Linked DNA regions of Mus musculus: all the other regions are linked to region 2. A link is a contact called in public Hi-C data. All regions are on one chromosome and are shown on one strand. The core of a region is the stretch at or near the end of the contact, and the rest is flanking DNA. Distances in the headings are between cores, read along the strand shown. Region 1 has its middle 13 kb from the start of Gm34930. Region 2 overlaps Gm28722 (a long non-coding RNA gene). Region 3 has its middle 5.3 kb from the start of Gm34992.

Region 1 (3,811 bases), core at 1,145-3,644, 230 kb before region 2:
ACCTCACGTGATGTTTGGTTATTAAGAACGACTGCTGTGTTGGTCACCTGTGCTGGCTACTTCTTCCTTCTGAGGACATCACGGAAGACTACATATTCTATTTTGATAACCCTTGGACATTCAGCGAGATGGCCAAGTTCACTGATATCTTTTAAACCAAAAAGTCATTTTTCAAAAAAAAAAATCATCAAGTGATGTCAGAAGCACCACATTAAAAATGAAGACACTTCTGGGAGCATTGTCCTTAAGTGTGACAATTTTGCCAACTAGGCTTGAATAAATGGAAAGGGGGAAAAAAACCAAGAACACTAAGGGATTGTGTATGAAAACTCCACAGAGAAGTACTTGTCATCCAGGGGTGGGGGAGGTGGCTTCCCTCAGACCACAGCTGGTTGAGTTGGAGTAGACCCAGGAACCCCTGCCACAGGCCACTGGAGTTGGCACTGGCAGACATCCAGGCAGCACAGACAAAAACTTAACATGAATCCCCTTTTTTTTTTTTTTGGTCAGTCCAAGAAAAATATTATACAAGATAGTTTTCATTAATCCCATTAATATCATTAGTCTGCCCTGGCTCCCTACAGCTGGGATTTGTGATGATAAAGTTCTCTGGATTTAGGAAGCAGAGAATGAGTCTCCATCCTGGCTGTGAGTTGCACATAGTTCTCAGTCCTGGGCTGGGAATCCCATCTCACACTTTCCATTCTCATGTGTACCTGTGTGTGGTGTCCATGTGAGTCCTTTAGTGTTAGAACCCCCCCACCTTGTGTAGTGCTTCGCAAGACAATACCACCCACCCATGGGCCCCTAACTGTATACCTCTGGTAGGAATTTCACAAAAATTTGGACAGGAAGTTTTAGAGCAGCAGCTCTCCACCTATAGGTCTCGGCCCCTTTTCGGGGTTGAATGACCCTTTCGCAAGGGTCCCTGAGACCTTTGGAAAGCACAGAGATTTGCATTACTATTCTTAACAGTAGCAAAATTACAGTTATGAAGCAGCGACAAAGTGATTTTATGATTGGGGGTCAGCACAATGTGAGGAATTGTATTATAGGGTCGCAGCACTAGGAAGGCAGAGAAGCACTGCTCTAGATCAAAGGTGTCTGAAGACGATGTCAGACAGTGGAGAGAGACCTGAAGGAGACTTGAGGCCCCGAGTTAGGCACTGTCACTTGGGTCCAGGTATGTGACCTAATTCCGATTTGTTTTTTTTTGAACATGTGTGGGAACTTAGCTTCCCTTCACCAAGGGGCCTAAGAACTGATAAAGAATGATATTAGACGTGCTTAAATTTTCTTTTCCGACATGTGGCACATCAAGGAGGACCTCCACAGGAAAGCCGGGGCTTCCTAAGCCCCAAGAGAGGGCAAATGGCTTGTTACTGAGTTTAATTAGCCAACAGGCATCCTATCCTCCCCAAGGGCTTTATTTAAAATGTTGGAAGAAGGATCTGATGATATAAAACCCCATGAAAATGCTGTGCCTGCAACATCTCCAGGACGCATCTCTGTGGCTCATCTGGGAAGCTTTTAAAACACCCAGAAATGCATGAACTCTTAATAGGAACATGGAGCCGTTGAAGGGCACAGTGACCTCTACTAACTGAGCCATGGAATAGCCCGCTGAAAACAGCCAAAGCCTGAAGGGCTGAGCTTGTGCCCCAGCGTGGCTCCCAACTTTTACGAAACCGGGAGCCTTCTCTTTTGAGTCTCTATGTGCAGTGAAGAGACTATGATGATTTTGGATCCATCCTTGGCCAAGTTAAGCTTCAGGCACTATCTCTTCCCCCAAAGCACAGAGCTTCAAACTGGCCTGGATTTCCCTCCAGTCACAATGTGCATCATGTCCAAGCCGGCAGCAGAAGGTGCCTGCGGCAATTGAAATGAAAATTGACTATAGAAATCAGTTTCTATTTTCACAAAGCCCTTGTCTTGCAAAAGTGCCAATCATACTGGATTAGTGGCCACCTTACTTCAGTGATTTTAATCACATTGGTAAGATTTATTTTCTTAAATGAGGTCATAGTCTGAGGCATTAGGGACCAGGGATGGAGAGCTTAATGTATTGTTTTTGTGGGGAAGAGACGCAAGACACGCCATGAATTCCCCTCTAACAATCTATTCTATGCATGCCCTGAAGTGTAACGTCTGATCTCTTTATGATGCTCACTCACTCTGGGCACAGGGCTTATTTGGGTTACAGGAACTTTCAGGGGAAATGGGAGGTGCAGAGCCACAAGCAAATTGAAGGTTAGGCCCACAGCGTGTGGATTTGGGGAGAACATTATTCAGTCTGTCCTGGAAGCATTTGGACACTCAGGGACTGTGGAAGGAGGAAGTCAGGACAGGGCACTCTGTCACGTCTCAGCGGTGTGACTTTGACCACGTTCTTGGGCCAGTCTGGTTTGCTGAAAGGTCCTTCCATTGACCTCACAGGCCGAGTAAGGAGAAGGGAGACATAGTTTTGTGATTAGTCAGGTGCCCCGCCCATGGAAAAACATTGCCACATGCCTTGCGTCACTTTTGAATGTGAACTTAGATGACGGCAATGTGGAAATGGGGTGAAATCAGCAGAAAAACAGATTTGTTGCTGCAATAACATTTCTTTCAAGAGAACCTGGTCCCTAGAGGTGGGCCTCCTTGCTGACATTTGAATACCTCCACATTTCCAATGCACGGCGTTCTTTTTCCCTGCGTGACTAGAAGCTTAAAACATCACTCGCTAATGAACCCCAGATGGTAGATCTGGACTGCCTGGCCCATAAGCCTGTCCTGGATGCCCCTTAGCTTGCTTCAGTGATACAGTGCCTGGGCAGACAATCCTGCAACTGAACAGGAGAGAGAAACCTGGGGTTTGACCATCCTCTCCTGAAGCCCTCGTGGCTGCTGGGAGATGCCACTGACATGCTCTGGTTTTGATGCCATGGGCAAATCTAGCAGAAATGATTGATAGGCCTCTGAGAAACCAGTACCTCTGGGGCTGTGCTATATCTCTTTCCTTACTTGCTTTATACCCCGCTTTCTAGAGATACCTAAGGATGTAATGTTCCCATTCCTTACTCCTTCCTGTGAGGAAAGCTCCATGACTGGAATGCGTAATTCCATCATGTTATGATATACTTTTATGAGTTGTGCATAATAAGAGCATCTAGCCTCCTGGAAATATGGCAGAGGCTGTGCATAGAGCAGAAATCTACAGTGTCAGCATGATGATTGATGGGGATCCCAAGCAAAGGCATAGGCTCCAGGTCAGGGTCAGCGCTTTAGGACGGTCCCCTGAGGAGACCCTCCTCTGTAAAAAAGGTAGATGGTAGTAGCTTAACAGGGGTGGGGTGGGGGTGGGGGTGCAGTGCTGTGTGTGTTATATTTCTGTTGCTGTGACAAAACAGCACAAACACACGCAACTGGCATTCAAAGGAAGGGGGTTTATTTTATTGATTGATTGGTTGATTGATTGATTGATTGATTGATAGTTCCAGGCAGAGAGTCCACCATGGAAAGCTTGGCAGCACCTGGTCAGAACAGGAAGATCAGAGATTTCATGTTTCCATCCACTGGCAGATCACAGAAGATCAAACAGGAAGTGGGGAGAGGTTATGAACTATCAAAGCCCGCCCCCCAGTAACATACTTCCTTTAGCAAGGCTGTATCTTTCCACAACTCCCCACCAACATCACCACCAACTAGGGACCAAATAATGTTCAAGTACATGCGCCTATAGGGGACGTTTCTCACTCAAACCATTACAACTGTTTAGAGAAATAATGTTTTCATTGGATGGAATTAAGTGCAAACAAAAGCTGAAGCGTCG
Region 2 (3,379 bases), core at 309-2,808:
CATAATTGTTATGGGTACAAAGTTATTTGGATATGTGCTATTTCCTTCTCCTCCTTTTTCCATATGCATATCTAATCTGTTAAACACAGCCTTGGTTAGCATATTCATCAGATATGTTAAAGTGTCTTTTAAAAAATAAGTTGCACACGCTGCATCCTGGGTCACCTCATTTCTTCACAGGCCTGGGTGGAAGGTTCAGAGTTCTAGCTCCTGTAAACCATAGGAAATGCTGCTCTCAAGGGGGCAGGGAGTGAAACAGGTCAAAAGCTTCCCGGATTGGCCTGAGCATCCCTTGCTCAGGGCATCCCTGGCTGTCCTTCTGCTGGGTTGACTGAGGACCAATATCCATCCTTAGCCTCCGGGGTCCTTCTCCGGGGCCCGTGGACATGGTGTCTGTGGATCAACTGATCATGCTCAAAAGAGAAGCCACAGGAGTTATTTAGTTGAACAAGGCAACAAACAGTAAATGGGTCTTATTTCCCTATACCCAAACTAATCCTTTAAGTGGTACAAGTCAGGCACGGCCCACACAGCTCTGGAACACAAACATGTCAAGGTCTTCTTGCTAGAATCTGGTGCTGTTATCCGTACTGAAGATGGGATCCGTACTTGGATCACCTCCTGATTTTTAAGCTCCACTCTTGGGCTCTGTGTCTATTCCTACTCCCCCTTCCACTCCAGTCTCTTTCTGGATTGTTCTTTGCCTTTCTCCCTGGCTTCTCCATCTGTTCCCACCCTCTTATGAAGACTGATTTTGAGAGATGGATGGTTAGTGTCTGCCTGTCATCAGTGACTTTGGACAGACCTGGAAGCCACTCTAGAGCCACAAGGAAGACTGTGTGGTCTCTGCAGTAACCTTACTAAGGCAAGCACAAAAGCCTCAAAACACTCAGTGGGGTAGGGGTGAAGACATAACAGGTGCACGTGCACATGAAAATCCACTCGGCATCAGTCTGAGCGGCCTGAGAGAGTGAGAACTTTCTGCTCATTATTTCAAAATGATGTATTGTTTGCAACACACTGGCTTCAATTTGTTCTCTGTAAACCTCGTTTTGGCAATGTGAGTTTGTCTTGCCTTGTAAAGTTCCTGTCTCTATAACCACAGGGAAACTTAGAATAAACAGAACTCGTGTCTTCGCTCCATGCAGAAGAAGATACAGTCCACACAGATGCTCTAACCTACAGCCCCATCACCCTCAGAATCTGCTCAGCTAGATGAATCGATGAAGAAAACCTGAGCGCTGGGCAGCTTGGAGCTCTCAGCCCTGGACAGGAAGTTTAGTGACTCTTTTCCCAGGCCACAGCCAGCTGCTCAGAACACATAAATTGACTGGTGGTTTGGGGTTACATAGACGGTCTTGAAAATTGGATTCAGTTTGTGCAATGGACCACATGGCCATTTCGCCGCTCTTGCCCTCTCCACAATACCCCCTTTTCTCCGCATTCTTCACACCATTGGAAATGGGCGGGTGTGAAGGCCAGAGTATGAGTGTGGGCCTCAAGCAGCCATGGACTGGGACCAGCTGGGAGATTTTCCAGGGTTGTGATCTGGGCAAGGCACACACCCTAGGAGCAAACTGGAGACAGCGTCTGTCCTGACCCCACGGGGTCATGGGGAAGAGCAGAGTGCAGGCTCGCTAGAGATGCAGAGGACATTGAAAGTCCACACATTTTCATTTCTTCCCCTTTCTACACCACAAATCTGCCAGAAGTCTTAGTTCTGCATCTTGCTCCTGTCACTGAGCAGGGCAGTTCTGCATGTGTGCCACTGACTGGGAGGCCAATTTAGCAGGTGTATGGGTTACCTGACTTTGTAGACAGAAAGCAACCCCCAAAATTTCATGTGCATGCTCCCAGAAGGAAGTATTCAGGGCACTGCCAACAAGTGGGGGATGCCTTCTAAACTGCTTTTATGGGCATTGGGAAGGGTAACCTCAGATGTCCACAGAGGCCTGGTGTGTCAGACCCCCATTAGTACTAAACTTGGATCACCTAGAAGACCAGGGCATGCTCGTAACCACTGAGCCATCCCTCCAGTCCCTTCTGCCAGCACCTAAAACAGCCATGAATGTTGGTGCCTCCTCCTTTATTTACCCTCATGGTGTCCTCCTCTATCGCCTAGATTCTAAAGTTACAAGAAGAACACCTAGAATACAAGCCACATCTAACAACTGTCAGTTGAATCAACCACTTGGCAAATCCTGGCATGTTCCACCCAGTTTCAGAACAGAGCGAGTGTCTTACGCTACTGAAGGACATCTGTAGTGTGCAGCCTGTGTTTTGTGACACATAAGTTGGGTCACAAGGCTGAGGTCTAGCCTGGAGTACAGCCCAGGATCCAGGCTATGTTATCTGCTATTGTTGTGTAATGAAAACACAGCTTCCCCAGGACTCCTCTTGTTAACCACATCCCTCTGAATGAGTCTTTGCCTTGGAAAAATCCTCTCCAGACAGATTTGATGAAAAGCAACAAGAATTGAGGTCATGACATAGCATCTCTCATACTGGTCTGGCAAAGGCATTCTGGTACTCTCCTATGTCCAATGAGTCTAAGTCCCCTCCTGCAACTCTTCCCATCCATACTCCAGTGGCCTCACCCACAGTGCGAGGGACCACCCTGCCTCAGTCTGTGGGTGAACCTGGGTGAGGGCTGGGATTCCCAGCAGTAGGCAGAAGCCCCAAAAGATGAGACCCTAGAAAATAAGAGAGAAGTTTAGAGGCTCTTCTTACTTTCTTTATCTGGGGTTGGTGAGGTTGACCACACAGTGAGCAACAAACCTGTATCCTATATCCAGATCATGGGCTGTTCTGGGAAAACTAAGCATGTTTGAAGCCAGTTACAGGTCTGATCCTGTGTCTGAGCCTTGTGCCAAAGGCTGATGAAGCTCCCTGCTACAGACAGCTTGTTGGTTTCACAGCTGAGATGGCCCATGCTTTTCCTCCCTAATGAAAGGGATTTTTTCACCAGGTGGAGGAGCCACCAGATTCTCAAGGAAAAGCATCGATTTTAAAGCCTGCACCTGGGGACACTGCAACTGAGTCCTGATGGCACCCAGCCAGAACCAGGGGGAAGCAGTTCCTGAATGGGGTTCACAGACCACTGAGGTGATGTCCTCAGCCCACTGTCCCTGTTCAATCCTTATGAATGGGACATGGCTCAGGGCGTCTCCCCCAGAGGAGACTGGGTTGTAGTTTATAGGAGACACCAGTGTGGGTTTTATAAGCCCTGGAATCTGTCTCCTGCTCAACTCCTGGGGCAGAAGGGGATTGGTTCTGCAGTCGTGTCTACACATTAATGATGAATGATGAGCATGAATTGCATGCGTGCTGTCTCTTACAGTTCTCCTCTGTCACTTACAGTATGCTAGTGAGTGTAGCA
Region 3 (3,625 bases), core at 944-3,443, 140 kb before region 2:
GTGTTGTCTCCATCAGATTGACCTTTGAACGTGTCTTCAGGGGTGGTTTTGTTTTGTTTTGTTTTCTTATTGATGGAGGAGGACCCAGGCTACTATGGATTGTGCCAGGCCTGGGCAGGTGGGCCTGAGATAGACAAGAAAGGCAGCTAAATGTGAATCTGGGAGCAAGCCAGGGAGCAATAGTTCTCCGTGCTCCCTGCTTTTAGTTCCTGCCTCTAGGTTCCTGCCTTGGCTTCCTTTGATGATGGACTGTAACCTGTTAGTCACATATGCCTTCCTCTTCCTTCTGGTTGCTTTTGGTTATGGTGTTTATAACAGATAACCAAACTAGGACATAACAGGTGGAGATGGAGAGGCTGAAGGCTTTGGAAGGACTTCAGCTGCCATTTTGAGAGGGAGGGAGGTGATGGTCCAGAGGATGTCCATCTTCTCTTGAGATGAGTAGGGTATCTTGGCTCCTGTCATCTGTATTACTCTTGCTTCCATTGTAGCTTTCTATGTAAAATCCCAGAGAATGGGGGTGGGTTGGAACCAAAGATCACAGAGGGCTGCAATAGTTGTCTCTGAGGAAAGGTATCAAATAATTTGGCTTGCTAATACCTAAAATTACAGATGCTGTTGCTTCTGCCCATGTCCCCCACCTCTGACCACCTCTCACCCCAAACTCTGAACTGAACTTTGTAACTTTAATTTTTTCAAAAAACTATTTTTAATGATGGTTCTTAAATGTTTGTTTGTTTGTTTGTTTGTTTGTTTTTGAGACAGGGTTTCTCTGTATAGCCCTGGCTGTCCTGGAACTCACTTTGTAGACCAGGCTGGCCTCAAACTCAGAAATTCGCCTGCCTCTACCTCCCAAGGGTTCTTAAACTCTTTAACCTCCCTTTTAGCCCACCACCCACCAGAGGTAGTGGAAAAGAAAGGACACAGGGGAAATGGACCTGTTTAGAAATGGTTCTTTGGAGCAATTCCCATCAGCAATTCAGTTCACAGGAGTCAGCAGTGATAGCTGGATCCACTCGTAAACACTTCACAGAAATATCAGCAGTCCAGTTCAGTAGTGTCAGGATAGCAGCAGCAGTGGTAGGACCTTGGAGAGACAACCAGGCCTCAGCCTTGGCAAGAGTCAGTAGGAGAGACCAGCAGGAATGCCAGAAGTTCTGGCTGTGTCTCTCACAGTGAAACCAAAATCAGTGAAAACCGGAGACCAACAAGAGTTGCACAGCTCGCTCTACAGGCAAGCCAAGCTCAGTCTCTGTCACTGTCCATCGAGTCCTTTTTATACCCTCTAAATATCACACGTCCTCCACGGAGCTTGCCTCAGCCCCCATCTAGCTAAAGGATTCCTGGAGAACTGTTGGTCTTCAGTTTACCTTGAAGATGTTGGTTCTAATATTGATGAAGGAATGCATCAGCAATAAAACAGATGAACTTGCCAGCAAGAGTGAAGGCAAGCAGGCAGAGCAAAGGTACCTCTACCATTTAGGGTGGGTCTTTCCATTTCAAATAATCTGATCAAGAAACTCCCTGGAAGGAATGCCCAGTGGTGTCCTTTGTTAGTTAATTCTAGAGCCGGCCAGGTCAAGATTAGCCATCACTCCTGTGCTTAAATGACTGTTGTGCCCCTGCCCCAGCTTTCCGCTCTCTTCCTGCTTACTCTCATAGCCCCAGAAGTGCTGGTGGGGTTCACCAGACAGTCTGATGTCTGTTCTGAATGCCTCCCTCGGGATACAGAGGTGAGCAGAGCCCAGGCCCCAACTCATTACGTTCTACAATGTGGTGTCTCAGTGAGAATGTCTTCTTCTCTGCTTCCCCTTCATGTGGCTCTTCGCTGAATGTAAGTAGAGATTCAGTCAGGAGCCAGTGTCCTTTTCAGGCCATTGTTAGAGAAAGACTATGGAATAGGTCATCTCCAAAGCATTTCATGATCTAGTACGAATTGGATCATTTGATACACATGGCTAATCGTGTTATTCACTTTGAGATAATGGGAAATTTAGCAGCTTACAGAATCTTGGTGTGCCTCCAGACAGGTCTTGGAGCTGTAGGCATAGATGGGCCAATGTATTTGAGAAGGAGCTCCAGCCAGGGAGCTCTAACACAAAGCCTGCCCTTGCACCCAAAGACCTGCCAAGTGGGAGGCAGAGGAGAGGGGAGAGCCGCCAGCTAGGAGACATGAGAAGCAGGTCAGCTCAGTGTCGGCCCATGGTACTGACATGAAGGTGCAGAAACAACTCAGTCATGCCTACTCTTCTTCCAGCATGACCTCAGCCCAGAGAATGCACGCAACTTTGTGCTGTAAACACAGATGAAGGAACAGTGTGGGGTCCACATGACAAGGTGGTAGATCAGAAGTTCAAGGACAGCAGAGTCATCTCCTCTGCTTTAGCAGAGAATGAGCTTCCTGTAGGAAGTGGAAGAATGGGAGCCTCTCTCCTGTTCTGTTTTGCACGAGTGTGTGGCCTCGAGTGTGACTTTATCAGCATTCAGTCAACCAAGAAGCTGTTCCTGGTGGCTTTGACAAGTACATCACAGACCAGCAGAAAAGAGGCTCTGTTGTAGGGTGGGTGTCTCCAGAGGTTAATAAGACAGAATCAAGACAGAAAGAGGAAGAACAGAGCATGCACCCTGGCATGGGTATATCATACAGTTGGAATGAGCTTTGAATTTGTGTCTGAGCGTTCCAGAAGGGAGAGGGGAGAAATGCAAGACACAGCCCCTGTTGTGGTTTCTATAGTCAGAGAGGAGGAAGTACTTAAGTTCCTCAGGTTAAGGGTGTTTTCTGGCAGTGAGTTATTAAAATAAAAACATACGTGGATGTCCCCTGTGGGGGCACTGGGCAACATAATGAGGAGGGGCTCGGATAACATTTCCTATAGAAATATGAAAGCTGTTCTCCTAGGACAGTCTCTTGCAGTAAACCTCGACCAAAGCCCAGGGTGACCGTGTGAATGTGTGATGCTGTAAACAAGATCCTGGCTAAGGTCAAGGTCTTTGTGGTCTGAGTGTGCTACCGCTGATGCTCTAGCATGTTCAGTTCAGTTCAAGCCAAGAAACACTAACCATTGCTTTCCTTCTCCCCTGGCCTGGGCTTGCTTGCCTTAGAAGGAGCTTCAGCCACGAAGCTCTCACCAAAGCCTGCCTTCTCACCCAGTGACCTGCAGAGTGGGAGAGGAGACAGAACTCAAGAAGGAAGCCACATGGGAGCCATTCAGCCCTGTTTCAGCCTCTGGGACTGAGGAGAAGACAACTCGGCCTGCCATGAATGGCTCCAAGTAGCTTGCCTCCCAAGATGTAGGACTCCAGAGGAATGCAGAAAGGACTCAGCTGCCATTCCATGGCTGGGGAGTGTGGTCAGTTTGGAAGCTGCTATCTTGGATATGGAGGAAGCCATTGCAGTCAAAATCTGAGATTTGGCACTGGTCTTTAGGGAGACCTCAGACTTCAGTGTAGCAGAGCCAATAACACACAACTTGGACCTAAAACATTTTCAGGCTGAGTGTTACCATTTGTCATTAGGGATCCAGGAAAGCCTTAGAGAGTCTTTCTCCTATGTGTCAGGACAGCCATGGATACAGAGTTCCCACTAGATGCTGGAGCTGATAACTGATTTGTTCTCAGCCTTGTA

Evidence for each region. A called contact is a pair of places that touch in the nucleus more often than the background predicts.
Region 1: a Hi-C map of muscle stem cells shows a contact between it and region 2, with 1.9 times the contacts expected there. The contact joins two enhancer-like sites. A contact is called at or near these places in 1 of 484 Hi-C or Micro-C datasets (muscle stem cells) and 3 of 115 datasets of contacts at active chromatin or transcription factors (VIP interneurons, embryonic basal ganglia and embryonic fibroblasts).
Region 3: a contact with region 2 is called in a Hi-C map of muscle stem cells, with 1.8 times the contacts expected there. The contact joins two enhancer-like sites. A contact is called at or near these places in 2 of 484 Hi-C or Micro-C datasets (muscle stem cells and uterus) and 2 of 115 datasets of contacts at active chromatin or transcription factors (differentiating embryonic stem cells and oligodendrocyte precursor cells).

The regions. Positions count from the first base shown.
Region 1 is chr1:90,232,292-90,236,102 of GRCm38.p6, forward strand. No RefSeq gene overlaps it. Among named protein-coding and RNA genes, the nearest start is that of Gm34930, 13 kb to the right of the region's middle. Within about 2 kb of position 2,395, at least 70 of the 459 cell types and tissues checked have an H3K27ac peak or open chromatin away from gene starts, as enhancers often do. A contact at or near this core is called in muscle stem cells, where this site is marked.
Region 2 is chr1:90,466,408-90,469,786 of GRCm38.p6, forward strand. The region is part of intron 1 of Gm28722 (a long non-coding RNA gene); the gene reads right to left. Among named protein-coding and RNA genes, the nearest start is that of Gm28722, 36 kb to the right of the region's middle. Within about 2 kb of position 1,559, at least 4 of the 459 cell types and tissues checked have an H3K27ac peak or open chromatin away from gene starts, as enhancers often do. A contact at or near this core is called in muscle stem cells, where this site is marked.
Region 3 is chr1:90,330,573-90,334,197 of GRCm38.p6, forward strand. No RefSeq gene overlaps it. Among named protein-coding and RNA genes, the nearest start is that of Gm34992, 5.3 kb to the right of the region's middle. Within about 2 kb of position 2,194, at least 5 of the 459 cell types and tissues checked have an H3K27ac peak or open chromatin away from gene starts, as enhancers often do. A contact at or near this core is called in muscle stem cells, where this site is marked.